Linked DNA regions of Sus scrofa: all the other regions are linked to region 3. Evidence: chromatin contacts called from public HiChIP or PLAC-seq data. All regions are on one chromosome and are shown on one strand. Each heading gives the region's core, a stretch centred on a gene start, on an enhancer-like site or on the middle of the called end of the contact. The rest is flanking DNA. Distances are from core to core; before and after follow the strand shown. Region 1 overlaps PICALM (phosphatidylinositol binding clathrin assembly protein). Region 2 overlaps PICALM (phosphatidylinositol binding clathrin assembly protein). Region 3 has its middle 31 kb from the start of EED.

What was found. HiChIP or PLAC-seq counts read pairs in DNA pulled down with a chosen protein or histone mark.
Region 1: an H3K27ac HiChIP or PLAC-seq map of alveolar macrophages shows a contact between it and region 3. The contact joins two enhancer-like sites. A contact is called at or near these places in 13 of 47 Hi-C or Micro-C datasets (alveolar macrophages, blood, embryonic fibroblasts and 6 more) and 1 of 2 datasets of contacts at active chromatin or transcription factors (alveolar macrophages).
Region 2: an H3K27ac HiChIP or PLAC-seq map of alveolar macrophages shows a contact between it and region 3. The contact joins two enhancer-like sites. A contact is called at or near these places in 1 of 47 Hi-C or Micro-C datasets (subcutaneous adipose tissue) and 1 of 2 datasets of contacts at active chromatin or transcription factors (alveolar macrophages).

The regions. Positions count from the first base shown.
Region 1 is chr9:19,914,833-19,917,532 of Sscrofa11.1, reverse strand. All of the region lies in intron 1 of PICALM (phosphatidylinositol binding clathrin assembly protein), which reads left to right. Among named protein-coding and RNA genes, the nearest start is that of PICALM, 31 kb to the left of the region's middle. Within about 2 kb of position 1,407, at least 2 of the 83 cell types and tissues checked have an H3K27ac peak or open chromatin away from gene starts, as enhancers often do. A contact at or near this core is called in alveolar macrophages, where this site is marked.
Region 2 is chr9:19,897,872-19,900,581 of Sscrofa11.1, reverse strand. All of the region lies in intron 4 of PICALM (phosphatidylinositol binding clathrin assembly protein), which reads left to right. Among named protein-coding and RNA genes, the nearest start is that of PICALM, 48 kb to the left of the region's middle. Within about 2 kb of position 1,356, at least 2 of the 83 cell types and tissues checked have an H3K27ac peak or open chromatin away from gene starts, as enhancers often do. A contact at or near this core is called in alveolar macrophages, where this site is marked.
Region 3 is chr9:20,091,002-20,093,702 of Sscrofa11.1, reverse strand. No RefSeq gene overlaps it. Among named protein-coding and RNA genes, the nearest start is that of EED, 31 kb to the left of the region's middle. Within about 2 kb of position 1,257, at least 12 of the 83 cell types and tissues checked have an H3K27ac peak or open chromatin away from gene starts, as enhancers often do. A contact at or near this core is called in alveolar macrophages, where this site is marked.

The sequences.
Region 1 (2,700 bases), core at 158-2,657, 180 kb after region 3:
TCGGAAGCCTTTTGATTGGTAAAGGAAGTTTAATGCCAAGCACCAAGTTTGTGCTTTTTGAGAAATGAGATCTGGATTGAGAATGAGAAAAGCAGTAGCTATCAAGATTCCCATATTATGCTCAACTTGTTTGAAATGATTCGCTTTTGGTTAGAGGTGGGGAAAATATTTTCCTTCCTGAGATTTTGGAGCTCAGACTTAGAAGCACTTTCAAGTTATTGCTGTTAAGTAGAAACATTGTTCAGAGAAGAATCACAGGTGGAGAAAATGACTGGTTGAGTTCAAATACTAGGGGGAAGAGTGTTCTGCAGAGTTTGTTACTGTGCAGTATTTTTTTTCTCCCAATAATGTTTGCATATCTTTGGTTTTTGCATTTGATCCACTCTGAACTCATGCATGTACTCTGTCTCATTTTTCCTGTTATATGTGAAGTGTTATATTTTGGCTTCTGGAGTTTTCCTTTAGTTTTTATGTGGTCATTTCTAAAGCATACTGTATAGTTTTCATACCATTATTTGTTAGATCCTCTTTAACTTGAAATTTGAAAATATTCACATTTGTAATAGGCTCAGCTTTGTTTTTTCAGCCTTTTGGGAATAGCAGGTTGTGCAAAGAGTTGTAGATTTTTGGTTTAGTCTTTGTATTAAATAATGCCATTTTGAATGTTTTTTAAAAGTCCGGCTAGGACTATCCATATACATACTAAAATGAACATATTTATTGAAAAACTACGAGTGGCCATTATATGCGTTAAACTATTCTAGGCCTTTGGGGATATAGCAGAGAACTTAGTAGAGCCCTGCCTACATTACTTTAATTAGGAGACAAAGACATTAATTAAAGTAAGTTAGGTGATGATAAGTGCTTGAGAGAGAAATAAAGCAGAATAAGGGGGTATAGTGAGGGTTTGGAGGTAAAAGAGTGCAAGCCCTTATTATTTTTAATATTGAGAGCTGTTCATCTGATAGGATGTCATTTGAGCAGAGATCTGTAGGAATAAAGTTGGGGAGTAAGAGAAATGTGGGTTTCTGGGAGAAGACTGTTCTGGGCGGAAGGAACAGACACGCTGAGCACCTGAGGTGAGGGTACTTGGTTGATGGGAGGCATTGCAAAGAAGACATCAGTGTAACTGAAGCAAAGTGTCCAGAGAAGAGAACTGATCACAAAGAGAATATAGTGTAGGTAGAATGAATATATATATATATATATACACACACATACACACACACACAGAATATAAAATACTGTGGTTGCTGGCGTCATTTGAAATCAGGTTCTGTCTGACTGATCTAGCAGTTTACTTACCTCCCTGTGAAATTACTCACAAAGGTGTTTGTGGTTCCTTTTAAGATCTCTCAATCTAGTAGAAGAGAATGATGTGGAAGTCAGTAATGAAAGTATGGGATCATGTGACAGCTTTAGTGACTGTGTGGCAGGTACTTTAGTCTGTGGAGGGAATGATTTCACAAAGGAGAAGACGTCATTCATTTTGAAGAAAAAGCAAGAATGGAAGGTTATGGGTGTGAGGCAACAAGGTACCTTACAGAAAACTGGAAAATGGTTCCATGTTGGAAGCCAAAATTCAAGGAGGATATTGACAAAGAGGAAATGTATGCTAATCCTGTAAGCAGTGGGGACATCATTGACATTAGTCAGTGACAGTCAGTGTTGTGTTATAGGTCATTCTTTGTCCAGTTTAGAGAATGTTTGGGAGTGTGGGGTGGGTGAAACCCCAAAGTAGATGTCCTTAGAAGTGAAGAGGACAGTCAGTCCAGCATTTTCTCAGTGGGGTTAGTTTTAGGTGGGGCAGGTTTTTTGGGGGGCGGGGGGCATACCTGAAGCATATGGAAGTTCCCAGGCTAGGGAGTAAATTGGAGCTGTAGCTGCTGGCCTGTACCACATCCACAGCAATGTAGGATCTGAGCCATGTCTGTGACCTACACCACAGCTCACAGCAACGCCGGATCCTTAACCCACTGAGCGAGGCCAGGGATTGAACCCGCATCCTCATGGATACTAGTTGGGTTCATTATCACCAAGCCACAGTGGACACTTGGAGCAGTTTTTAATTGTGCAGTATTAATTGTGCATTGCCTGACAATCTCCCTTGTCCATGATGTTAAATGTCAGAAAAACCCTGCAGAGAGTATGATAATCTTTCTCCCCAATTTCTGCATGCTCCCCGAAGTGGTAACTTCTAGTTATGGAAAAACAGGATTTCAGCTCTGGCTTTGGGTAGTGATAGTGGGATGGAGAGGGGAAGGATGGATTGCCAGAAGTTTAAGAGACTTGGTTACTGATTGGCTCTAGGGAGTGTTTATGGACAAAGGCATTCAGATAGGAACACCCTTGGGCGGTATTGTGACAATTTTTTGATAGGTTCAATTTTGAAGACTAAAAAAAATAAAATGACTATCAGTGTCATTGTGAGAAAGTATTGAATAGCTTAAGATAGGATAGTTTCTGGAAGGATATAGAAAATATAGATAAATTGATAGAAAAAAAAAGCTAGAGATATAATTAAATTCAGAACTTGACCAGTATGCTTGAAGTTTGAAAGGATTCAGAATGAGCAAGACATAGGCAGGCCTTGCACCCAGTACATTATGTTTTGAGAGACACAGCAAACTTTAGCTTTGGGAATACGGCAAGCACAGTATATTCATTGCCGTAATACAGGTACAGAGTGCTATTCAAGAA
Region 2 (2,710 bases), core at 107-2,606, 190 kb after region 3:
AAGTAGGAATGGTGCTTATACTGTAGTGAATGGAATAATGAATGAAAAGCAAGGTAGTGGCAACTCTTATTTTAAGAGTTATGCTTGTCTCTGCAGTAGAAGTGGTAGCCAAATGCAATTATGGGGTTAGTGCGTGTGTGTGTGTGTGTGTTTAAAATGTGATAATCTTGGCTTGCATGTTGATGGGAATGGTCTTGTATAAAGGAGATTAATGAGCTCCATTGTCCAGTGTAGTAACTACTTGGCATGTGTGGCTGTTTAACATGAAATAAAATCAAAACTGCCATTTCCTCAGTTGCATCAGCCACATTTCAGATACTCAGTAGCCACATGTGACTAGTAGCTACCATATTGAATGGTGCAGGTGTAGAACATTTAGACCATTGCAAATAATTTTATTGGACAGTGCTGTGTTAAAAGAAGACAGCCAAAGATTGTGACGGAGTGGGACCTGGAAGACCTGTGTGAGTGGTATTTACATTTGACAGAAAGAAATAGACTTCCTCCATTGTAATAGGAGCAGACCAGATAGATGTAGTTTTGGCAGCAAAATGGTCTATCTCTTTTTGTCATTTTCTATTTCTGAATGGAGTATTTGAGAGTTACGAGCTGAGCGAGAGCTTGTTGTTGGGTATGGGAGGCAGGGAAGGACAGGTGGGAGAAGGTGGTTTGAAAGTACTCAGAAGGAACTCACTGGACAGGCTAAGAGGTTTGCTGGCAATGCTGAGGCCCCATTTGAGGTTGATGATCAAGAATTTGTAGTTTTACCAGTTTCTCAGTTTTCTTTACAGGCATTCAGCTGCATGTGTAGTGTATAGGCATGGGGAAGGTAAAAGTGTGCTCACTTAGGATTAGGAGTTTGCCAGGTGACTGCAAAGGAATAAGAGGTGCAAAAGGGTATTTGCAGAGGAGTATAATAATGATCTGTGGAATCATAAGGTAGATGAAAGAAGGAAAAGTGAAAAGAGATCAAATGTGGATAGTGGTGGGGGGTAGATAGAGTGAAGTGTATGATCAAGTCAGATAGTTTTTGCCATGGGGGAATACCAAGGCAGCTGGAAAGTTAAAAGGTTATTGTCATAGGATGAGGTGTCTGAATTTTGTCTTTTTCTCATGGTGCGGGGGAGGGGCAAGGGGTGGGAATAATGTGCTTGGCAGGGACAGTAAGGTCAGGATCTGATTATGAAAATAGAAATTATGGTTAAGGGACTTTGAGATCAAGATGTTGGATTTGTTGTGCATATAAGATGATGATGTTAACCAAGAAAAACTGAGCCAGTGTTCAAGCCTTCTGTGATGGAGGGGAAGTGATAAGGTCAAAAAGTTACTTCAGCAAGAAGAGTGAGGGAGAACTAAAAGGATACTCACAGTGACTAATAAAATGGGAGTGTGATGTGTGTGAGAATAAAGAAAAGGTTACAAAGAGGGAGTGTTGTCCTTATCCCAAACTCCAGCAGCTGCTACCAGTCAGTATAGTTTAGTACTTGAGAGCATATAGGTGCCAGTGGGTTAACATATCTTATTTGGGAGAGTTGTTGGGCTAAAGCTGGTCAATAATTGCCGGCTTAAGGTAGTTCCGTGTTTATTCTTTTAACTCATGTTTTGTCCCTCAAAGCACTGTTTTTGCTTTTCATTGCTTAATTATTTTTCTGGTATCTGGGGTTGTGGTTGAAGGGGTAACTTAGAGCAGCCTTTTTAAAGTATAGGTTGTTTGTAAATTAGGGAAAGCCTATACGTTTCTTGAAAGGGCCTTTTTACTCTGAAGAAAGCTTATGGAGAGCACTGATTTGTAGACTCATACACCAGGGTTTACATCCTGACCCTAATATCAGTTAGTTTTCTGACTTTAGTTTTATAATCTCACTGAACCTAAAATTTTTCATCGTAAAAAATAGGATAAGACTGTAGGATTTTTGTGAGGATTTGAAAAACATACATCAGGTACTCAATATGGAGCCTGATATATGACAAAGATTTAGTGTTTGTTGTGTGCCTGAACCCCAATACCTCTTTATCTAGTGTTTTCGGTATCAGTTTTGTAAAATTCTAGTTTGTTTGGTACTGCTAATATTTGTCTATATTTAGAAATATGTAAAGAAATATTTAAAGACATTTTTGGGGAAATATTTAGCAGAATATTTTATTAAAAACCATTCCTCTTAAGTATCACTTATTTTAATGGCCAGATTAGAATGACTTGGTAACATTGTCCTTTATTTTGTAGTAAAACAATTTTATTTTGGTTTGAGCCATGAATAAAATACCTTAAATAAAATGGTGATTACCAAGACTTGAGTTCAGCTGCAGACCACATTGTGTCCTATTTAGTGATTTGAGGCAAATTATTTTTTAAAATTTGTCACTTAAAAAAAAAAGTCTGTCAATCTGTCCTTTACCCATGTGAGTGGAGTGAGGATCAGATGATTTTCTCATGTAAAAAGTATACTGTAAACCTGGCTGTATAATGTAAGTTTTTATTTTTATGTCTCATGTTTTACATCTTCTTAGTTTTAAATGAGCACCTTGATATTGGACATATGGTGTTTCTTGTTTTTGTGGGGGTTTTTTGGTATGATTTCTTCTTGAGGTTTTAGGTTCAATAATGACTTAACAACAGGTGATGTTTCAAACCAGCTTGTTCTCTGTTTAAATAGAGAACCAGATGGGAGTTAGAAATGTCAATTTTATAACAAATTTAATTGTTTGCCTT
Region 3 (2,701 bases), core at 8-2,507:
TGAACGTTCTTCCATAAAGAAATATCCAGAGGGGAAGACAAATGTTTCAGCAATATTTCGCATTGAACAAGTTGCACAGTTCTTTATTACTGCATTATCAGATGTATATTCCTATATGCTCCCATCCTCAGTGGATAAAAGCAAACTTTTCCCTTTCTTAAAATTGAGAGTGTTAAAGGTTATTCCTGTTATGTGTGAACAAAGGAGGCTCTGTGGTAGGTGAGTCTGAATGGTATCTTGTTTAATCAGCTATCCATGTACCTAGATAGGGAGATGTCTTACAATTTCAGCATAGTTATAAACTTCAGAGTTCATATAACCACTGCCCTGATTCTTTAGAGGCTGTTTAGAGGACGTTAGTAGGGTAGATTTGTGGTTCATTAACAGCCATGAGGGGCTAGAGCCCAGGTCCCTGATTCTCCGTCCAGTGCTTTTTCTGCAGCAGGCTGAGATTTGCAGGACATTTACTTCTCATCCCTTTTCTCTTCCTTCTCCCTTCTCTCCCTTTTTCTTTCTTTCTTTCTTTCTTTCTTTCTTTTTTTCTTTCTTTCTTTCTTTCTTTCTTTCTTTCTTTCTTTCTTAACAGTGCAGTTATCTCTGTTCTTTGAGAATGGGATGTTTGAAGTCATCCTTCAACAGGGATGAAGGAAATTAATTCAACATTTATCGAAGGATTATTTTCTGCTCTCTAGACACCATGTTATACATTTGGTTGGATACAGTAGATAAGCTGTACGGAGATAACTAAAATACAAAGCAGCGTACATAAGTGCTTGGTAAACAGGTTTTACAGGTTGTCAGAGGTGGATGTGAGGAAGCTGGCCCGGGACTTGGGCTTTTAAGGAATGAGAGAGATTTTCAAAAGGAAATAAGGACTGAAGGTAGGAAAAGAATTCAGGTAATGTGAAGAGTAATAACAAGCATACAGAGGAAGGAACCTATTGAGGGGGGTGTCGAGTAGAATCACATGACTAACAAAGAGTTTGTATTAGAGGAGAAAATGGAAGACTGGACTGGGAAACAGGCTGTGATGTTTACGCAGCCAGGCAATGAACTCTTCCTATTATCTAGACTACAGTAGCTCAAATACAAAGAGGGTGGAAGCCCCAGTCAGATGTCGTGGAGGTGTAGACAGGTCACCTAGAATTTGGCTGGAAATGGACAAAGTCAACAACCAGGTTAAATAAGGATGCTGCTAAGAACTGGGTGGAGTGTCAGGAGCCACAGTTCAAGGAGACTCTTACTAACACTCTCCTTCCTCCAGGGGGAGCTCAAGGTTTCCATCTTTCATTCCAAAGTAGAAGGAACTCTGAAGTGAATCTTTGTTCTAGATTCGCTAGAATCTAGGGAATTTATAGGAAGAAATAGGAGAATTTATAGCAACAATGATTCTGTGGTACATTCTGTTGGAGAAGTGAAGTCATTATAAATGAAAGTGGGCTGAGAGAATATTTTCCCCATCAGTCATCTCTGGCGACTCTCAGCTCTGGTCAGCTCTTGTAATACTCTTATCTTGTCACCTCTTCCCCGACTCTGATTAGTGTCTGGGACATTCTGAAGTCAGAAGGGCAAGCGTCCCTGGGGAGTCCACATTGTCTAGCCCAGCTGCTGAGCAAGAGACCTAATAGGATTTGGGGCCAGCATGAGCTGGTAATAAAGAATGGGCATTTGCCCCGAGAGTTCTTTGCATGGTGAGAAGCTTGTGTAGCCACTTGTATGATGCAGAGTCCTGGTCAGACAGCTTCCGCCTAAGTGTATATGATCTGGTGTGGTTACTTAGGGGTCTAGGATTTCATGGGTGGGATTCTTGCTGAGATAGGATCTTACTCAAAGCTTCAGCTGATGATTACAAATAGGCAGAGGTGGAGAACTATTTCTGGCAGCAAAAAAGGCTGAAGCTACAAAGACCCTTAGCTGCACATTCGTGTGGCTTCATCCCTCATGGTGGCAGCAGAATCTGGCTTTGGTCCGAGGTCACTTCTGGGACTGGAACAGTGTCATCAGCAGGAGCTGGGAATTTGAAGGAATGCAAAGCCAAATGTGAGGCACATGCCTTCTCTAAAATAAAATCTGTCTGGGAGTTCCCTGGTGGTGCAGCAGGTTAAGGATCCGAGCTGTGGTTCAGGTCACAGCTGTGGTGCATGTTTGTTCTCTGGCTTTGGAACTTCCACATTTAAAGACAAAAAAAAGATAATTAAAGTCTGTCTGCCTTCTTGAACAGAGCCTGCCTTGTCTTAATTTAGGAGGAAGGAGCTGGAAATGCAAGAGCAATAGCATGAATCTAGGACCCTGGAAAACTGTTTAATCTCCAGGAATGAAGGAGACCTGTGAATGACCTAGGGGAGACAGATGCCAAACTTTAAAATTCTTCGTTTTGCTGGTTCACAGTGATATTTAAGTCCAGATCTTTGGGAGGGCAGGCAGCCTGCACAGGTGTTGGACTTACCCTAGCCTTTGAGTATCAGAATGTCATAATTTTAACCTAATTTTTTCCCTGCATACATTCAGAGAACATTTTTGGTTTTGGTTTTGGTTTTTTACTGCCTTTTATGTTTCAGTTATAGGAACCACATAATTGTTCTAGCCTGCCAGCTGATATTCTAACATGAAAGCCTATGGGTTCTAGTCCAAATAATCTCTTATTCTATCATTTATATGCTTCTAACTTTTCTTATTTATTTAGTAATATTTTTATCTCCTT